2 separate regions of the Mus musculus genome follow, and region 1 is linked to region 2. Evidence: chromatin contacts called from public Hi-C data. All regions are on one chromosome and are shown on one strand. The core of a region is the stretch at or near the end of the contact, and the rest is flanking DNA. Distances in the headings are between cores, read along the strand shown.

Evidence for each region. A called contact is a pair of places that touch in the nucleus more often than the background predicts.
Region 1: a Hi-C map of embryonic fibroblasts shows a contact between it and region 2, with 4 times the contacts expected there. The contact joins two enhancer-like sites. A contact is called at or near these places in 5 of 484 Hi-C or Micro-C datasets (B cells, the N1E-115 cell line, cerebral cortex and 2 more), 1 of 115 datasets of contacts at active chromatin or transcription factors (embryonic fibroblasts) and 4 of 9 other capture datasets (adipose tissue, embryonic stem cells, liver and 1 more).

The regions. Positions count from the first base shown.
Region 1 is chr10:59,753,951-59,758,036 of GRCm38.p6, reverse strand. The region is part of intron 5 of Micu1 (mitochondrial calcium uptake 1); the gene reads right to left. Among named protein-coding and RNA genes, the nearest start is that of Gm17059, 44 kb to the left of the region's middle. Within about 2 kb of position 1,271, at least 50 of the 459 cell types and tissues checked have an H3K27ac peak or open chromatin away from gene starts, as enhancers often do. A contact at or near this core is called in embryonic fibroblasts, where this site is marked.
Region 2 is chr10:59,507,149-59,510,865 of GRCm38.p6, reverse strand. The region is part of intron 1 of Mcu (mitochondrial calcium uniporter); the gene reads left to right. Among named protein-coding and RNA genes, the nearest start is that of Gm40671, 66 kb to the left of the region's middle. Within about 2 kb of position 1,440, at least 67 of the 459 cell types and tissues checked have an H3K27ac peak or open chromatin away from gene starts, as enhancers often do. A contact at or near this core is called in embryonic fibroblasts, where this site is marked.

The DNA.
Region 1 (4,086 bases), core at 22-2,521, 250 kb before region 2:
ATCAGTGACTGGTGCTGAGCACTGAGGGCTGCAGGCTCCAGAGACTTCTAGCACTTGCTAATTCTTCTCTCTTCTCCTCACTCTTGCTGTATGGATCTCCTGGAAGGCAAGTCTTTCCAAATCGAAAGCACATGGTTATTAATGAAGAGAAAGGGCTTTTCGCTGCCTCTCATTTGTCTAACTGCACTGAGAGCCATGGGAAGGGCTTTCTTGTGGGACTGGGCCTCAACCCTTTCTTTTTTAAAGGTTTGGAGTGCTATGGCAAGGCCCAGTTCAGGGCTTGTCCTTGGTAGGCAAGGAGATCGAGCCCAGCTATGTTCTCTACTGGCTAGCACTTGTTTGTACCTTAGCTGTTCTGACACAAAATCCCAGAATTTGAAGCATTGAAATTTGAAGCAGTAAATTCTTTTGATGCAAATTTTAAAGTATTTGTTTGTTTCAGAATACCGTTAATGCCACAGTTATGTGGAACTACTAAAATCCACCCCATTTTAAAACAGGAACACAGGGGGCAATGCACTATGAAAAGAAAGATTACTCCTGCGGTCCTCATTAACTATATCACCAATTACTTCAAATCAAATGATGCTGCTATTTAAGTTGAATTTAGATTTTTTTTTTATTGCAGCCAACCATCAAAAATGCAAGAGTAATTTTAAATGAATAAAATTTAAAAATTTATAATCTGTAGTTGAGAGTCCCTGCAGAAATCAATTTAAAATGCCTGTGTTCTGCCTGTCTTTGGTCATCTCCCGGCCAGCTCTACCTACATGTTCTTCCCATGTGTCTGCTTATTTCCCCAAGCTACAGTCATTCCCTGGCTCAAAGGGGCAAAGTAATAAAGTCTAAATGAGCCACCAGCTTCCTCTTAAGCTATTTTATTGAGCAAAGATCAACCAAGCAATGGCTTATTTGCACTGATTAAGAAATTTCAAAAGAAAAAAATGCATCTATTCATTCAAACTGTCGCCTGTTCCTATGATAGTTTAGGAACAAAACAACCCAAACAATACTAACATTTAAATGACCAATTAATTAAAATCTGATGCAGTGTAATGCCTACAAACATTTCTTATCCCTGTGTGTTAACAGCTACTGATGAAATTTCCCTCTGAGTTAGAGCGGGTTCTACATTCTCAAGGACCGTGCAGTGTTTGAATTGTCATATTAGAGATAAAACAGGAAATTTAAGTCAGGGATGGAAACCACTGTGCAGGGAGTAGGGAGGCCAGAGGCATGCACCGACCCCCAGCCTCGGAAGCATTAACATGGATTCCAGAGCAGTGATTAATCGAAAGCACATGCTGCCGAGTCAGTACCTGCCAGAACTCCTGATCAGAAGGAGAGAGAAAGAAAAACAAATCGACAGTGATTATATGAACAAGCCCACAAATCAAACACATATATCACAAAACGCAACATATGAAGGAACAATAACAACCTGTGAAAATGATCACTGTAAACCTGAAAATACAAGAAGAAACACACGAAAATGTTCTAGCCATCACCCGTTAGGCACAAGAAAACAAAGATCTACAACACAACCTCCCGGCACCAAATCACAGAGAATGTGAGTCAACATGTTTTTTTAAAAAGAGTTGTAAAGATTCCACGTCGTCCCCAGGGTGGTCAAAGCATTTCTGGAATGGAAGTTTCCTATTGGGATGTCTCGTAATTTTAGGGGGACGTAGCTTCAACTTTCTGGCAAACTGCCTGCTGTGTCATTCACTCCAACACACAACCCACCAAAGCCGGATGAGTTCAGAGAACTGGTAGCCGTTCAGCGGAGCAGTTCGGGAGGGAACCTGAACCTTCTATTATGTTCCACTGAAGCGGGGTGGGGTGGGGTGTCCTGTGTAATGAAGGCTGTCACCGTGTTGGCTGCCATCTGAGGGAGTAGTTCAGGTCAGTTAATTTAGCCAGGCTCTGCTCCAAATATCAAGCGGCTTCAAAAAGCTTTTTTTACATCAGTAAACTTCATTGGCTGTGGAATAAAATTTGGTTGAAACTTACCGCTCTTTCCAAATCAAGCTCAGTTATCATTCAGAAAGTTCTTGAATGAAAAGCAAGCATCACTAGCGATTTACACGTCTGCAGTGGGGGCTGCCGAGGCCCAGAGGAATCTACAGTAGAGGGGTGGGGTGGAATGAGCTCCGGTGAACAGCGGAGTTTGCCTCTCCGCTGGGCAAATGGAGTCTTTATACAAAATAACCAGTCAAGGACAGCACAGGGAGACTTTTCTAGGTGCCTGAACTAAGGAGAGAACAATTACCCACAGGGTATGGGGCCGCTAAAACCCACGAAAGATGGCGTACACGTTAGTGGGAGGTCCTTCCATAAAATGAGCACAGGCTCATAACCATGTCAAACAGCTACGAACTGTCCTCACTGCCCCAGTTCTCTGGCAAGGCAAGAGACACTCAGCTAAGGGTGCTGCTGCCCCTCGGCTGTACAGAAGAGCCACTGTCTGAACGAGGGCACGACAGTCTGAGGTCCACACTCTTGCTCTGCTGCGCACCATGCTACCCCGTGACACAGAGCTGTATCTCTCACCCCGGTTCAGCATGCTTTATAACAGCTACTGGTCACTTACACATGGCTATCAGATGCGGGAGCGCACACCACGGAAATAAATGCCTTGGAAAAGAAAGAGGTCACACGCCAAAGCTAGATTTCGTTCTCGTTATTAGTTAGTGATACTGTGTGGAAAAAAAATAACTGAAGTTAATTTGTAAGAAAAAGACCATGAAAGTGATTTAAAAACCTTTGAGTACAAAAGAAGATGGGAAAATCTCTGAGGAAGAAGAAAAAATGGAAATTTTAGCAAGTTTTCAGGGATTGAACTCAGAGCCGTGCCCAGGCTGAAGCACACATTCTAGCACAGAGCTACCCCAGCAACCCAGAGGATCTGGGAAATGCTGACTCAGCACCTGGGTTCACTGTAATAATTCAATTACCCTCTGAGCTTTTTGCTCAAAAGAAAAGGCTATCATAACCAGTCCTGTTCAAATGATGCTTTATCCCCCACAGCCAATCATTACTGGCAAGAAGAATGCCTGGTTTTGTCCATGACAGAAACAACATCTTACTCAAATGGCCTGATTACCATCAGAAGGGATCCAGTTTACACACCACATGGATAGATCACTTTAAGAGTGACAGGGGCAATAAAAAGACAGACAGACAGTACTTTCCAAAATGCCAGCTGACCACATTATGACACAGTGGGACACAGAACAGCTTGATTCTAGTTTCTAAATCCAGTTATTAAATTTGCATGTTTCATATTTTCTTTCCTGAAATGAAAAATTTTCATTTATTATCAGTTTCTAACTGTGCTTTATCTGGAAGGCAGAGGCAGAACAGCTCAAATTTAAGACCAGATTGGGCAATCGCCTCAAAATCCACCATTCTGAAATCCCAAACCAAACCCCCGAACCAAAAAAAACCATCACCACCAACAACTGGGCAGAGCACACTATTGTTACTTTTATTCAAATAGTAATAAGGCAAGAACATTTGATGAGAAAAAAGTCCTATTAATGAATCAGTCTGCCTTCATTTTAGGCTTAAAGGCCATCTTTTAGTTATGACAAATTAGGTTCCTTCCTTCCCTGTTTCTCAAGGATTAGGCTATGCCCCACCTGTAATCTTAACTACAAAGGGCTTTGTCCTGCCTGTTCCAGGAAATGACAACCATGCCTTTGTTTTAAAAGGTTATTATGGCCACCTGTTGTCATGAACACCCTGCTATGATTACTTTATGGCCATGTTGCAACCCTACCTCTGTTTAAAATGTTCTTGTGACCACCTTATTTTTGCTCCTGTAACTCCACCTATCTTGTGGTCAAATCCCCCATTTGGAACCTCTTACCCCTCAGCTATAAATATCTTGTCTTCCTCATGTCCAAGGCTGACCTGTTGCACCCCGCCTTAGGGGGAGGCAGCTCATGTACATGCATTTAAAAAGCTTGCTTTAATTAACTGCTTGCTTTAATTAATTTGGCCATGATGATTTGAGTAGGCAGTGTTTCTCACATCTTTGGGATTAACACTATTTACGAATAGGTCAAATTCTAAAAGAGG
Region 2 (3,717 bases), core at 191-2,690:
TACTTTGAAGAGAAGCTGAACAGCAGCTGCTGTGTTGCAGGAAATGATCCAGTACACAGCCTTCTGGATTCCCCGTCCACCGGGGTGGAATTTCTTAGTGGGCTACAACATGAAGGGGGTCGTGTTAGGGTCAATAGCTATTCCCTACCGTGCCCCATCTATATGCTTTCCCTGGCTTTTTTTCTCAAATGGTGGCATACTAGACTTGACACAACAATCAGCCCTGTCACTCAGTGTTGACACCTGAACTTGGACTCCCGACATGAGGGTCTATTTCTGGATTCCATTATCTCCAACATTGTCCTCTTTCTGTTGGCGATCCACCTCCTGATGGATGTTACCTTCCGTGAGAACAGTGCCCTCCTGTCCTGTTGGACACAGACTAGGAAGGAAGCAAAGATCTATGGCAAAGCTTATAGGGCTTAAGGGGTTTTTTTTCCCCACACTAAACATTTGGTTCTGCAAATCTGCATGCGATCCAAAGATTGACACTTTTCTAATGAAGCGTTTTCTTTATATAAAATGTAGTGAAGTAGTCGGCTAATTTTAAATTTCATCTGGTGCTTAAATATTTTGAATTGTATGTGAGAAACGTTTTGAATAATCTGTATTTCTTCTAAAAGGCTGGTTTTAAGCTAAGCGTGGTAATGAACACTCATAATTCAGCAGTGAGGAGGAAGACTGGGTGTTCAAAGCCAGCCTGGACTACATGATGGCATCCTTTTCTAGTTCAGATTCAGTCTGGTCCTTTTAATGATATTAATGTGAATGTCTGCATTCTTAACATGAAATAGGCCTTTGACAAAAAAAGGAATCAAGCATGGGGCTGGGGAGATGACTTGGTAGGTAAACGCACTTGTCCAAACGTTGAGAGCCTGGGTTCAGCTCCCCAGCATCCATATAACAGAAAGCCATGGCTAGAGAGATGACTAAACGGCTAAGAGCACTTGATGCTCTTGAGAAGGACCTGGGTTCAGTTCCCAGCACCCGAGACAGGAAGTTCACAACCACCTATACCTCTTCACATGGGGGTGGGGAGAAGGGCATAGGGGCTGGAAGAACACTAGGGCTTGCTAGCTGCCAGCCTTCACAATGCAGCAAGTCCAAGATCAGTGAGCGACCTTGTCTCAGTGCATGAGGCAAACAGAGGATGGTGCCTCCTCTGGCCTTCACACACACCATGCATACATACTACTTTTCCCTCTTAGAGGGCACCATGCAGTCAGGGTACTCTCCCAATAGCTTGTTAAAGGAGAGCTCTGCTGCGGGTGAATGATTCTCAGTTCAGTCAAGAAACACCTAAGCTGTCACACACACACAAAGCCAACTCTCAAATCATCTGCTATTAGAAGCCCATGGTAACGCCACCTCCACCACCGTGGAATTCGTCCTGTTTCAAGCACACACAGAATATTTTCTGAAACTGACCTCAAATCAGGCCATAAAGCAAATATTAATAAATTCCAAAGGACTGGAGTCATATAGCATTTTCTCTACCCACGGAGGAAATCACTGCCTGCAGCAATGAATCACTTTCTCTGGGAAATCCTCCAATATTTGAAATGTGTATCAAAGGAGAAATAGTAACCATGCTAAGAAATTAAAAGTATACATAGTTTCCCAGGATTAAAAGCAGAAAAGAAGGCTATCACTACAAATCCTGGAGCTGCTAAGAAGGCGGCTTAGGATGCAGCAGAGCAGGAAGCCTTGCGGTTGGTACCCAGCACTGGAACAACAGCAGCCAAAAAAATGGCTGGAAAAACTTGATGCCAATAAACTTAAAATTTCACTCAAAAGTTCCTAGAGTAACATAATTTCCAAACCTAACATTAAACTTTAAAAAGTAAGCCTGATTTTAAGAATGGTCAAGAGGTTAGAAAGATGGTTCAGTGGTTAAGAGCACTGACTGCTCTTCTGGATGGAGGTCCTGAGTTCAAATCCCAGCAACCACATGGTGGCTCACTGGTGCCTTCTTCTGGTGTGTCAGTGACAGTGTGCTGAAAAATAAAATAAATCACTTTTTAAAAAGTCAAATGGCTCCCGGAATGGGCAAAAGATCAGAACAGACATTTCTCCTATAAAGATGGCTGCCAAGAGCTTGAAATGATACAAAGCATCATTGGTCCCCTAGAAGAGGGAGATGAGAGACACTGTGAGGTACTACTTCATATTTACTAAGGAAAATACTGTAAGAGCGACTGTAGTGAGAAGTATTAATGGGGACGTAGACAAAGCCTCACAGCAGGTAGGAATTAGAAATGGTGCTGCACAGAGACTTACATATGACTTTTCATGGGAACATTGTTCCTCATAGCCAGAAAGTGAATCCAACCCCAGTGACGGTCATTGTTAAAGGATCCCACATCACCACGCAAAATGGGGCATTGTTTGGCATTAAAAAGAGTGAAGTACAGGTATATGATGTCATATAATTCTGTCTTGAAGACATTATGCTACTCAGTAAAATCCACTCAGCAAAATTCAACATCCTGAGTCACTTTGCTTAACATGAAATGTCAGGAACAGGCAAATCCATAAAAACAGAAGGTTGTCAAGGATTAGGAGTAGGGAAAACAGGAAGTGACGTCTAATGGATGTCAGGTTGTGAGGATGGTGCAAGACTGTACTACTGATTGACATAGAGCTTACACAACACTATATATGTACTAAAACCATCATATCAGATATGGGTTTTCAGATAGACTCTCATTATATGGTTCAGGCTGGCCTCAAACTCATTATATAGCCTGGAATGATGGCCTGGAGCGTCTCCTCTTGCTTTTGCCTCTCAGGTGCTGGGACTGCAGGCATGTGCCACCCATAAGTAAATTATACAAGATGGTAATTATATCTAAATAATGGTGCTCTTGGTAGGGGAAGAGCAAAAAACCAATGCCAGGAGAGATACAAAGTCTGATTGGTCTTATAGCTATAAAAGAAGTTTAACCCATAATTAAGACCTCACACACATAAAACTCTAGGCTTGAGACATTTTCCAGAGTGAGCTAAAGAGATGGCTCAGTTTTAAGAGTGATTACTACTGTTGCAGAGAACCCGGGTTCTGTTCCGAGCACAGACCTGGTAGCTCTCCACCGCGTGTAACACCAACCCAAGAGATCTGATGCCCTTTTCTGACCTCATCAGGCACGGCACACATGGGATTCATGTGCATTCGTGCATGAAAACACTCATACACTTAGAATATAAAATAGTAAAACTTAAACTTCCCCAGAGAATATGAAAACGTGACTGATGTATGTACTATCTATAAATATCCTCAATGAGGACATTATAAGAAAGGAAAGGGCATCTTCATGCAGATAAATACAAGTGAACAGCCATCACAAAAACCCTCAGCAAAAGAGGATTAATGGGAATCCATATTTGACAATAGGTTATCTACCCCAAGACTTCAAAGGTGTTATAATTGATGATAAGTATTGAAGACTGTTCTCTTGATGTCAAGAGCCAGGCTGAGGTAAGGATTATTCACCTTTGAACTTAAAGACTCATCCACTTCAGTTGCATTGAGGAAGAAATGAACTTCAGTATTGAAGAGGAAGTAAATCTAACCTCACACACAGATAACACAACTGTATGCATTGAAAATCTGAAAGAATCCACGGGAAAGATATAAAATTAATGTGACTATCACAAAGTGATTGAAGACAAACCACATGCTAAACCAGTTGTAAGTCGGACACGATTGGTCAGTTT